Linked DNA regions of Sus scrofa: region 1 is linked to region 2. The links are chromatin contacts, called in public Hi-C maps. All regions are on one chromosome and are shown on one strand. Each heading gives the region's core, a stretch centred on a gene start, on an enhancer-like site or on the middle of the called end of the contact. The rest is flanking DNA. Distances are from core to core; before and after follow the strand shown. Region 1 overlaps DOCK8 (dedicator of cytokinesis protein 8). Region 2 holds the start of DMRT2 (doublesex- and mab-3-related transcription factor 2).

Evidence for each region. Hi-C and Micro-C count contacts between places; a contact is called where the count stands out from the background.
Region 1: a Hi-C map of fetal skeletal muscle shows a contact between it and region 2, with 2.3 times the contacts expected there. The contact joins the enhancer-like site here to the promoter of DMRT2 in region 2. A contact is called at or near these places in 7 of 47 Hi-C or Micro-C datasets (brain, embryonic fibroblasts, epiblast stem cells and 4 more).

Annotation. Positions count from the first base shown.
Region 1 is chr1:221,357,433-221,363,211 of Sscrofa11.1, forward strand. All of the region lies in intron 14 of DOCK8 (dedicator of cytokinesis protein 8), which reads right to left. Among named protein-coding and RNA genes, the nearest start is that of C1H9orf66, 130 kb to the right of the region's middle. Within about 2 kb of position 1,694, at least 1 of the 83 cell types and tissues checked has an H3K27ac peak or open chromatin away from gene starts, as enhancers often do. A contact at or near this core is called in fetal skeletal muscle, where this site is marked.
Region 2 is chr1:220,795,722-220,801,185 of Sscrofa11.1, forward strand. It overlaps DMRT2 (doublesex- and mab-3-related transcription factor 2), which reads right to left and starts at 4,058. Exons shown (of 7, transcript XM_013993599.2): 1 at 3,932-4,058; 2 at 2,558-2,662.

The DNA.
Region 1 (5,779 bases), core at 444-2,943, 560 kb after region 2:
CTGATAGTCCCAATGACAGGGCTACTATTAGCCTCATTAAGCAGATGATAAAACTGAGGCTCAGAGAGGAGGCATAACTTTCACAAGGTAACACAACTAGCAATGGCACAGTGCAATTCAAATTCAGGTGCTCTAAACATCATACTAGACCCAGTGCCCATAATCACTACAGTTTTTAAGAACAACAGTAAACAGGCTCTTTGGTTAACAGTCAGACTCACTAGAACTTCATCATGATGTGGTCTTTTATTAAATTATTTAGAAGGGCTAAAGTATGTTTCCCCAAACTGTAAGTTTTTTTTTTTTTTTGGATGTGCCTGCAGCAGGAGGAAGTTCCCAGGACAGGGATCAAACCTAAGCCACAGCGCTACCCAAGCCACAGTAGTGACAGCATCGATTCCTTAACCACTAGGCCACCAGTGAACTCCAAGCATTTTTTAAAAGGTTTAAAAATGAGAGCGAGTACTGTCCCTCTGTTAGAGGTGGGTTTTTTTGTTTTGTTTTTGGTTTGTTTTAAATAATCAAGTGCAAATGAAGTTAGAAACTTAAGAGTTTAACATTTGGTACATTCTGGAAATGCCTAGGAAATCTTCAAACCTAATTTGGCTATATATTTTAAGTGGGGGCATGCTTTGTAAATGCTTACGGATGACCTAAGACTCTGCTACTCAAAAGATATTCCTAGAGGAGCAGTATCAGAATCAGCATCAGCATCACCTTGTGGCAAGTTAGGATGCGTCTCAGACCTGCTGAACTAGGACCCCATTTTAACAATGCCCCAGGTGATTCAAATGTACATATAAGTTTGACAATCACTCATCCAAGAGAACTGGCCTCCTTTTTTTTTTTTTTTTTTTTTTTTTAAGGGCTACACCTGCAGCATATGGAGGCTCCCAGGCTAGGGATTGAATCAGAGCTGTTGCTGCTGGCCTATGCCACAGCCATAGCAACACAGGATCCGAGCCACATCTGTGACCTACACCACAACTCATGGCAACGCAGGATCCTTAACCCACTGAGTGAGGCCAGGGATCGAACCAGCAACCTCATGGTTCCTAGTTGGATTAATTTCTACTGTGCCACAACAGGAATTCCAGAACTAGCCTCTTTTTAATTTGGCAGATATATGAGTCCTGTAGTTCACTGTAATCTTTTTTTTTTTTTTTTTTTTTTTGGCTTCTAGTTAGCTCAAAGTCAAATATGCAGCTGACTTTTTAAAGGAATTGTCAAGGACCTCGACAATTATATTCTGCATATTAACCTCACCCAGATTTATACTGATTTTCTTATTTTCCTTTCACTTAGAAATTTTATACCTTGTTATATAATCTCTGTAAGCTGCCTCAGATGCTTTTTAGAATGGGAATGTTTATAAATAAATGCACAAAAATAAAACATTTGCTATGTCCTGTCTCGTCATTCCATGGCCTCATGCCATCATTTATGTTTATTCTTATTTCTAATATTTTAGGTTAGATCAAAGCACAAACTCAAAAAGGAATCAGTGAAACATAGAAATGGAAAGAAAACCCTTCATGTGTAGGGTGAAAAGAATGTTCCATCTTTAGAAATCAAAGCAAGAAAAATGGAATGTGAAACTTGTTCCAGGGCACCAGTCAGAGTCTGCACAAGGCTGCCTGCTCTGGGATGTGGCACAAGATTGGAAGGAGGCACTGGGGATGCTGTTACCAGCAGCAGCTTGCCCCTCAGTAACCTCAGTGCTCTGTGGGCCAGGCTGCAGTGTGCTGTAGGAATGCCAGTACTGTATTCTGGATATCAGGGACCTCTACCCCCCACCCTCACAGAAAGCAAATGCAGTTAAGAAGCCAGGGACAAAAATGTCACCAAATTGTTTGGAAACACTGCAATAAATGACCCAGTATTTTCTCTCTCCTGTCTTGTTACGCAAAACAAACAAACAAACAAACAAACAATGCACTCCAAAACAAAAACTAATGAGAGAAAAAAAAAAACCAATAGCAAACTTTGATACTTATTATTACACCATTTTTAAGGACTTTGGCGGGGATATAAACCATGCTTTCTCAACTGAGGAACTACAATTTGAACATCAAATATGGGTGTCTTTTTAGAGAACAACTATCATAACTACTAAGAATTTGTCTTTGAACATGAACTAATGAAATGCTCACAGCTCCTATATTTGTAGAGAACCTTCCCTATTACATCAATCCCCACTCCTTATTTTTATGAGATAGATAAAAAGTTCCTCTTAAGTGAGAGCAGGGAAAGCCAGCATTGCTGTGAAATAAAGCAGGACCTCAGGTTGGGCTAAAGCAAATGTTACCCTTCAGAAACAGGTGAAAGCACCTGAACTCTTCTTAAAACCCACTCATTTGTTTAGAAAAAATCCAGCTAGGTTTCAACAGCAAAAGACCCAAAGGGAAAGCTGGCATGTTTGTGATCTTAGGTCTTATCCAGATCAGATTCCCATTGAAAAGAGTCACATATAAGCACTTGAAACATGCTGGGAAAAACTGACTACTTTAGGAAAAAATAAGTCTCTCTCCAACCTGGCTTGAAATTTTTGTAAATGATACTTTGTTGAACTAGTTGAAATTTTACTGGTTATTGTATTCATGTTATCAAATATTCTTTTGAAATTCTGCTTAGCAAAGTGAATGTATAAGTGCTTTATATATCAGTCACGTCCACCTGAGTATGAATTGGTTTACCCAGTTTATTTCCTTCTTAAAAGAGGTTAGATTTATGGTCTGTCCACGGTTGTTGCTGTTTTCGGTTTTTTGTTTTTGTTTTTTTTTTTTTATCTTTCTTCAACTTGACACCGACAGTATACTCAAAGGATTCATTCAATACCTACAGTTCTTCCAGCTCCCAACTACCACCACAGAACCCATGATGCGGTTTTAAGGTCTAAGTCGTCTGGATAATTTTTTTGATTCTCACTTAGGGAGGACTCAGAAATCTGTTAAATAGACCCAGCTCCTAGGGGGGTTACTAGAACCCTATTTCAGTGTTTTTTGTTTTTGTTTTGTTTTTTTTTTTTTTGATGACTAGAAAATATTTAATAAGAATGTATTTTATTCTACATGAGCAAATATTGGAACTTCTTTAGTAAGAGATGTTTCAGGCATCCTGCAAAACTCACCCTTCCACAGCTACTTTTTTCCATTTCACTCAGAGGGTTTATAGAGATTTTAGCTATGTATATAAGTTAACAGATGCTTAGGGAGGTGAATCTATGGTGGGGTAGAAGGGTACATGCTCAGAAACAGAATAAAGGACCTCATGCCTTAATAGATACAGCTTAGGATTTTCCCCCTGCTACTGTGAATCTAAGGAAACTTGGGAAACCTGCTTTAACCTAGGTGAAAAAAATGCTCCCTCGTATAGTAGGCTTGTTTCTTTGGCGTGTGGGTTAGTGAGGGCTGGTGGTGGGGACTCTTCTCACCCTAGAAGATGTGTCAAGAAAAGATTAATTCTCTACTAGGGAAAGATGTACTGCAGATGCCTGAGAAATACAGCAGGATGATGGGAATACTCTCTATGGAGAGCCTGGTCCTCAGCATGGGCAGAAGTAATCCTCCCTTCTCCCTCAATCGCTTCCTCCCTCCCTCCCTCCCCACACTCCTTCAGAGTCACACAACAGGAGCATCCCAACTTTCTGTAGCTTGATTAAGAACAGTGGTAACAGTTCGAAGACAGCTCCCATTGATGCCTGCCTCCTGGTACTCTCACCCTGTGTGGCTCCCTCCTCTCGGTTATGGACTGGACCCAGTGGCTTGGGGCTAACCAACAGGATACAGCAGAAGTGCAAGGAGGTCAGTTTTGAGATTAGGCTACAAAAAGACTCTGGCTTCTCTCTCTTCTCTTTCTACCCCCAACCCCATTTATTCTAAAGATGCCAACTGCCTTCTTGTGAGTTGCCCTATCGAGAATCCAACATAGCAAGGAATTCAAGGAGACCTCTTGCCAATGCTAGGGACGAATGAAGGCCCTCAGCTTAACAATCCAAGAGGAACTGAATACTGTCGACAACTTCACGAGTGAGCATGGAAGTGAATCCTCCCCTAGCTGACCCTTGGGGTGATCACAGCCTTGGGTACCATCCTGACTGTGGCCTTTTGAGAGACTTAAGTCAGAAGCACTCAGCTAAGTCACACCTGGATGACCCACATAAACTGTGAGAGGACTGTTTGTTATGTTGCGCTGTAGAGTTTCTATTATGCAGCAAGTGGTAACTATCACAAGCATATACATTTTAAAACAGTATATATTACCTATTCGCTGATATTTAAGCATGAGATTCCTTTAAAAAAATGCTTTGCCTTCTAACATTTCTGCCTCTTACTGTATCTCAGGGTTATTATTCCTGGTTTAAGGAATATAATATCATGATTACCTATAGGAAAATATTCTTTTTTTTTTTTTTTTTTTTTTTTTTTTTGCTTTTTTTGCTTTTCAGGGCCCCATCTGCAGCATATGGAAGTTCCCAGGCTAAGAGGCTGACTTGAGCTGCAGCTGCCAGCCTACACTGCAGCCACAGCAATGCTGTGGGATCCAAACCGCATCTGCGACCTACACCATAGCTCATGGCAACACCGGATCCTTAACCCAGTGAGTGAGGCCAGGGATTGAACCTGCATCCTCATGGATACTAGTTCGGTTCATAACTGCTGGGCCGCAACAGGAACTCCCTAGGAAAACATTCTTAATATCAAAGCAGCCTTCATGAAGTCAATCCTATCACCTACAAAGTATAAAAACTTGAGAATTAAAAAAATATATAAACAATTTTTTTGGTTCTAGTTTTGATTCTATTAACTGAATTAATGTTTCTTAAAGAGCACGTGACAGGTCAAATAAAAGATAGGACAAATGCTAAAAACTACCTACCACAAGAACACTTACTTCTTACATAAAACATCACATTTTCAATGAAAGTTTCCTCCAAACAAAACGAACATTTCAATAATATTTGGCTTTATAAAATACCTAAAATTCAAGTTTAAGGATACCTTTTTTTTGGGGGGGGTGTCTTTCTCTCTTTTCTAGGGCTGCACCTGTGGTGTATGGAGGTTCCCAGGCTAGGGGTCCAATTGGAGCTACAGCTGCTGGCCTACACCAGGGCCATAGCAACACGGGATCCGAGCCGCATCTGCAACCTACACTACAGCTCACGGCAACGCCGGATCCTTAACCCACTGAGCAAGGCCAGGAATCAAACCTGCGTCCTCATGGATGCCAGTCAGGTTTGTTAACCACTGAGCTACTATGGGAACTCCTAAAGATACCATTTTGATGCCAAATCTGAGCTGCATTTTTCAAAATCCCACAAGGTAGGGTAAGGATCTGACATTGTCACTACTGTGGCACAGGTTCAATCCCTGGCCTGGGAACTCCAGCGTGCCACAGGTGTGGTGGAAAAAAAAAAAGCCCCAGGCAAAACTGTCACATGGAAGACTAACATGAACCAACCTGCATGTTCTTTGAGAGACAGAGGGAGCACATTTTTTCCAGGCTTTGCAAATAGTTTCCTAAAACAAATCAGCTAGCTGACCAAAACACATACACATACCAGAAAATTCCTAAGTCTTGTCTTTGCTAAAGCTGACTTTTTTCTTTTGGTGGGGGGAAGAGCCTTTATTGGTCTCCTAGTCATTAAAAAAAAAAAGCCAATAAATAGATCAATACTATTAGTTAAAATGCTTGCTTTGTCATTCCTGATGATTTTAGTATTGCCAGATGCTTTGGTTCGGGCTGGGGAAGAAAATACTGGAAATGGAGGAAACAACAG
Region 2 (5,464 bases), core at 2,808-5,307:
CGATGCTCGATACCATTAGACATTAAATAAATGAAAATCAGAGTCAGAATGAAATACCACTTTACACCCACTAAGATGGCTGTAATTTAAAAGATAATAAAAGAAAGGAAGTAGAGGAGTTCTTGTCATGGCTCAGCGGTAATGAACCTGACTAGTGTCCATGAGGATGTGGGTTGGATCCTGGCCTTGCTCAGTCGGTTACAGATCCGGTGTTGCCATGAGCAGTGGTGTAGGTCGAAGACTGGATTTGGATCTGGTGTTGCTGTGGCTGCGGCATAGGCCGCCATTTCAACTTCTAGCCTGGGAACTTCCACATGCCGCAAATGCGGCCCTAATAATCAAAAAAAGAAAGAAAAGAAGAAAGCAGATTTCTGGGCCAAGGTCCCAGAAGGAAAAAAGGCATATGAGCTCCCCACTTCCCCTCAGGCATTTTCCAGTACATAATTGATGACTGAGAGGCTGAGAAGCTAAACAGGATTTTTGGAGCTAAAAGACAAAATTGGAGTTCAGGAGAGAGGCCCTGTGAAATACCCTAGGTTTTGTTAGGACCCCTGAAAGCATCTACTCTAGGATTAAGGACAATGGAAATAAGCCAACTCTCACAAATACAGAAATGGAGCTTCCAATTAGCTTAAATCCAGCTGGATAAAGTAATCCACCCCTAGTCCATCTGCCTGCCAGAATTAGATCACACGACTGTGCAAGTACAAAACAAACAAAAACAGAAGAATTAACAGATCAACTATTAGAATTAATAATGAATTTAGTTAGCAAAATATCTGGATAAAAGGCCAAAGTACAAAAACCAATCTACATATCATTAGGCAAGTATTTTTAAATGAAATGTCTCTAAGTGGACCATTTACTATAGCATCTAAATATGAATATCTGGGAATAAATCCACCAAAAAGCATGCACTTTACACAGAACACTACAAAATATTACTGAGTGTAATTAGAAAAGATGTAAATAAACGGAGGGATATGTCCTGAGCTGGAAGACTCAAGATTGATTGTAAAGATATCAGTTCTCCACAACATGATCTAGAGATTCAGTTAAATTCCCACTGAAAACCCCAACATGTTTTCTTCCCCTGAAGAAGGTGACAATCTAAAGCTATAATTTATATGGAAAATGATCACGAAAAGGCAGGAAAATCTTAAAGAACAAAACTAAAGGAATTCTATGGCAAGATATCAAGACTGTAAAGCTCTAGGGGAGTTCCCGTCGTGGCGCAGTGGTTAACGAATCCGACTAGGAACCATGAGGTTTCGGGTTCAGTCCCTGCACTTGCTCAGTGGGTTAACGATCCGGTGTTGCCGTGAGCTGTGGTGTAGGTTGCAGATGTGGCTCGGATCCCGCGTTGCTGTGGCTCTGGCGTAGGCCAGTGGCTACAGCTCCGATTCGACCCCTAGCCTGGGAACCTCCATATGCCGCGAGAGCGGCCCAAAGAAATAGCAAAAAAAGACAAAAAAAAAAAAAAAAAGACTGTAAAGCTCTAATAATTAAGACAGTGTAATACTGACAGAGGAATAAACAGACTGACCAAAAGACTTAAAAATGGACTAGAAACAAGCCTTCAGACAGTCACATGGTTTGTGATGGAATCGCCATACAGTGAAGGGAAGATGGTCTTTTCACTAAGTGGTGCTGGATTAACTGGAAACCTATATGAAAAAAATAAATAAATCTTGACCCCTACCTCTTCCCATACACAAAAATCAATTCCAGATGAACTGCAAATCTAAATACGAAGTATAAAGCAATAAAGCTCCTAGACAAAAGGACTTCATCACCTTAGACTTCACTAAAATTAAGAACTTTTGTTATTAAAACATCCAATAATAGACCTGAATTCACAACATATAAAACCTTCTACAAATCATTAAAAAGAGACAGACAATCCAATTATAATGAAAAAATATGAATCGATACTATATGAAAGAGAATATCCAAACGGTTAACAGAAATGTGAAAAAGTGCTCCGTGTCATTAGCTGTCAGAGAAATGCACATAAAACTACGGTGAGATAATCACTGAACACCCACCAGAATGACTAAAATTAAAAAGACTGACAGTACCAGCTGTTGGCAGGAATATAGAACATCTGCAACTTTCATGCACTGCTGGTGGGAGCATAAATTGCTACAACTCTTTTGGATAACTGTTCAGCAGCATCTACTTGAATGGAACATATGTATACTCTGTCCAAGCAACTCCACTTCTAGGAATATATGTAAAAAAAAATGAACAGATGTTCACCAAAAGACATGTGTAGGAATGTTCACAGAAGCACTGTTCCCAGTAGCCAAAAGCCAGAAATAGCTCAAATGCCCATTTATCCATAGAATGGATAAACTATGGTATATTCATACCATAGAAAACCACGTAAAATGAAAATAAAATACAACCACATGCAACAATGTGGGTTAACATAACAGATGGAACATTGAGTGAAAAAAGCCAGTCACAAAAAAAGAGCACACTGTATGCTTCCATTTTCATAAAGTTTAAAAAGGCAAAACGAAGCTGGAATTAGAAATCACATTTGGGTTACCTTTGTTGGAGAAGCTGATGATTGAAAGGATGAACAAGAGGTGGCTCTGAGGTCTTGCCAATGTTTTAAGACTGGATCCTGGTGCTGACAATGAGTGTGTTCATCCTGTGAAAATTTCATTTTGCCATACAATGATCTGTGTGCTCTTTTCTGTAGGGATGTCATATTCAACATATACTTTTAAATTGTTGCTAATCTGGATTTTACTGGTTTTGTTTGAATTTACTTTGTATAAACACTACAAGTATATGAAGATAATATCTAGTCATATTAGCACACATATTTAAATTATATTACAATAAAAATAATTTGTAAAGATAATGGGGGAAGACTAACATTGTAGAGTCTTTTTTCTTTTTTCTTTCTTTTTTTTTTTTTTTTTTTTTTTTTTTGCTCTTTTTACGGCCACACTCGTGGCATATGGAGGTTCCCAGGCTAGGGTTCAAATTGGAGTTACAACTGCTGGCCTACACCACAGCCACAGCAACACTGGATCTGAGCTGCATCTGCCACCTATACCTCAGCTCACGGCAATGCCAGATCCTTAACCCACCGAGCAAGACAAGGGATCAAACCCACATCTTCATGGATCCTAGTCAGGTTCATTAACCGCTGAGCCATTCTTTTTTAAATTTTTTAACACTTTGGTTGAATTTTAGATATTGCTAAATGATGCCAGGTTAAAAAAAAAAGCAGAGATTAAACATCTTTCCTTCCACCTTGCTCCCCCAACCTTCTGTTTTTGTTGTTGTTAGTCTTATTTTACTTTGTCAACCTACAACATTTACATCCTATTCAATAACCACAATCATTGTTCTATTCTTTGTTCTGGTTATTATCATTTGCCAACTGGAGACGGGCACTTGCCATCTACCTCTAAGTGGATTAAATCATGAGCCACTGCAGCTGCTGACCTTCAACACCCCTTGAAAGGAGCTCAGGATTGAGATCAGAAGTGGGGCACTCTGTGCTCTGGGAAAACTGGCAGAACAGGTCTTCAGATAGATATTTTCAGACGATTTTGTGAGCCCAATTCTAGCATCTCCTCATATCCAGAAAAGCACTAAATTCCTTCATGGTGACATGCTGACTAGGAAGCCTCTACAAACCCTGTGCTCGACTGCATGTATCTCTTCCGTCAGCAAAATCACATATATATGTGGTTTCTCAGAGCTCTCCGAAATGCTGCCTCCCTGGTTTAGAGTCCTCCTTTGACCCAAATGAAACTAAACTCACAATTCCCACATTAAGCATTTTTTTTCAGTTGACACATTCATTTCTTACCACCCATCTCATTTTACTTCAACTTTTTCGTTCCTTGAATTCGACAAAGCATGAGACCCCCATTCAATATCTGAAATAAAAAAGACAAACCTGAAGGAAGTGCCTTATTACAGTTTGTCCATTAGACAAGACCATCTAATCTAAGAGTTGGGAAAGGCGGGCTTAGGGGCGTACGTGGATGACGTCACTGGATGAGACTGTTGTTGATTGGCTGGCAGCGGGAGGCGGGCCCCTCTCTGCTTGGCTGACTTTCAGAAGGAAGGCATGGCACTCAGCGGTGGGCTGGCTAAAGCATGTGCACTGAATTGCAGTGTTTGTCCGTTTGCTGGGTTTAAAAGTGAGGATGTATCTCAAATCTCTTCAAAGTGTAATGGCTCCATTTTGTTACCATTTTGTCATCTAATTTTTGAGTTTTCTTTTTTAGGGGGTATTTTTTCCTTCTACATTGAGTTGTTCATCTATCCTTACATAAAGATTCCTTCCCTTTCATTCATTCCTTTTCTTTCCTGTAGTATTTTATACATTTGCCATGTCATTTCTTTTCATCTTTGTCATGCTTAACATGGGCAATTTCATCCAGATATTATCCATCAATCAGACTTGCACCCTGTGAAACAATCGTGTATCTTGTTTGGTCCACTCGATGTTTTCTACAAAATACAAACTTGTTACCAACATTTGAAAATTGGGAGCTTCCACATAACATTCCAGAACTATAGCTTCTGTTGGAAAAAAAAAAAAAATCGTAAGACAGGACAGTACCGGACTTACTTATTGTCAGATAGCAACCATCAGCTAGAGACTTTCCATATTGGCAGCTCTTAAACTTTGATGAACATCAGAACCATCTGGGGGAGCTTGTTAAAATAGTTTTGCCTAGGCTCCACCTACAGAGTATATTTAAGAAATTTGCATCTCTAACAAGTTCCCAGGTGATGCCGAGACTGCTGGGGAATCACACTTTAAGAACCACTGCTTCAGATAAAGCTTTTGCTCTTTAGTTACCATGGACCACACCCTTTATTGCCTCACTTGTAACCAGCATCACTTATTTACAGCACCTGCCTGGCCCCTGCAGGCAATTATGTTTATAATACCTGGGATCGATTTGATCTGAATTTTTCCTGACTACCTGAGACCTGGTCTTCTGAAGTCCAAACAGCTTCTGGAAAGCTGCATACTATGTATTACCCAATTTTTCCAGCCTAAAGGCACGGAGAGCTCTGCTGGGACTGTGCAGATTTTTACTGAAGGTCCTAAGCTCCCTCGTCAACATAAGGTTTTACACGCATCCTGGACCAGGAGATGAATCTCATTCCTTCAGAGGACTTTCATCAGGTTCTGACAGGTCCCCGGGAAACAACTAAAGCTGTTGGTTTTCTTGCTTCTGCTGAGGTCTCAAGAACTCACAATCCTCTTAACTTTTCCTTCAGCCTGCCTATTTTACTCTCCAGGTTTTTTGTCTCTATTTTGGTAGATCATAGTGAGAATTCTTGGGATTCTGAAAAAGCCTCCTTTCCCTGAAACACCATCCCATCTGGTGAAAGTTTGGGTGGGTAGGTCTTCTCTGTTCTACACCTGAATCTTGTGTTTATTTTCTCGTCCACCCCATTTTAAAGCTTT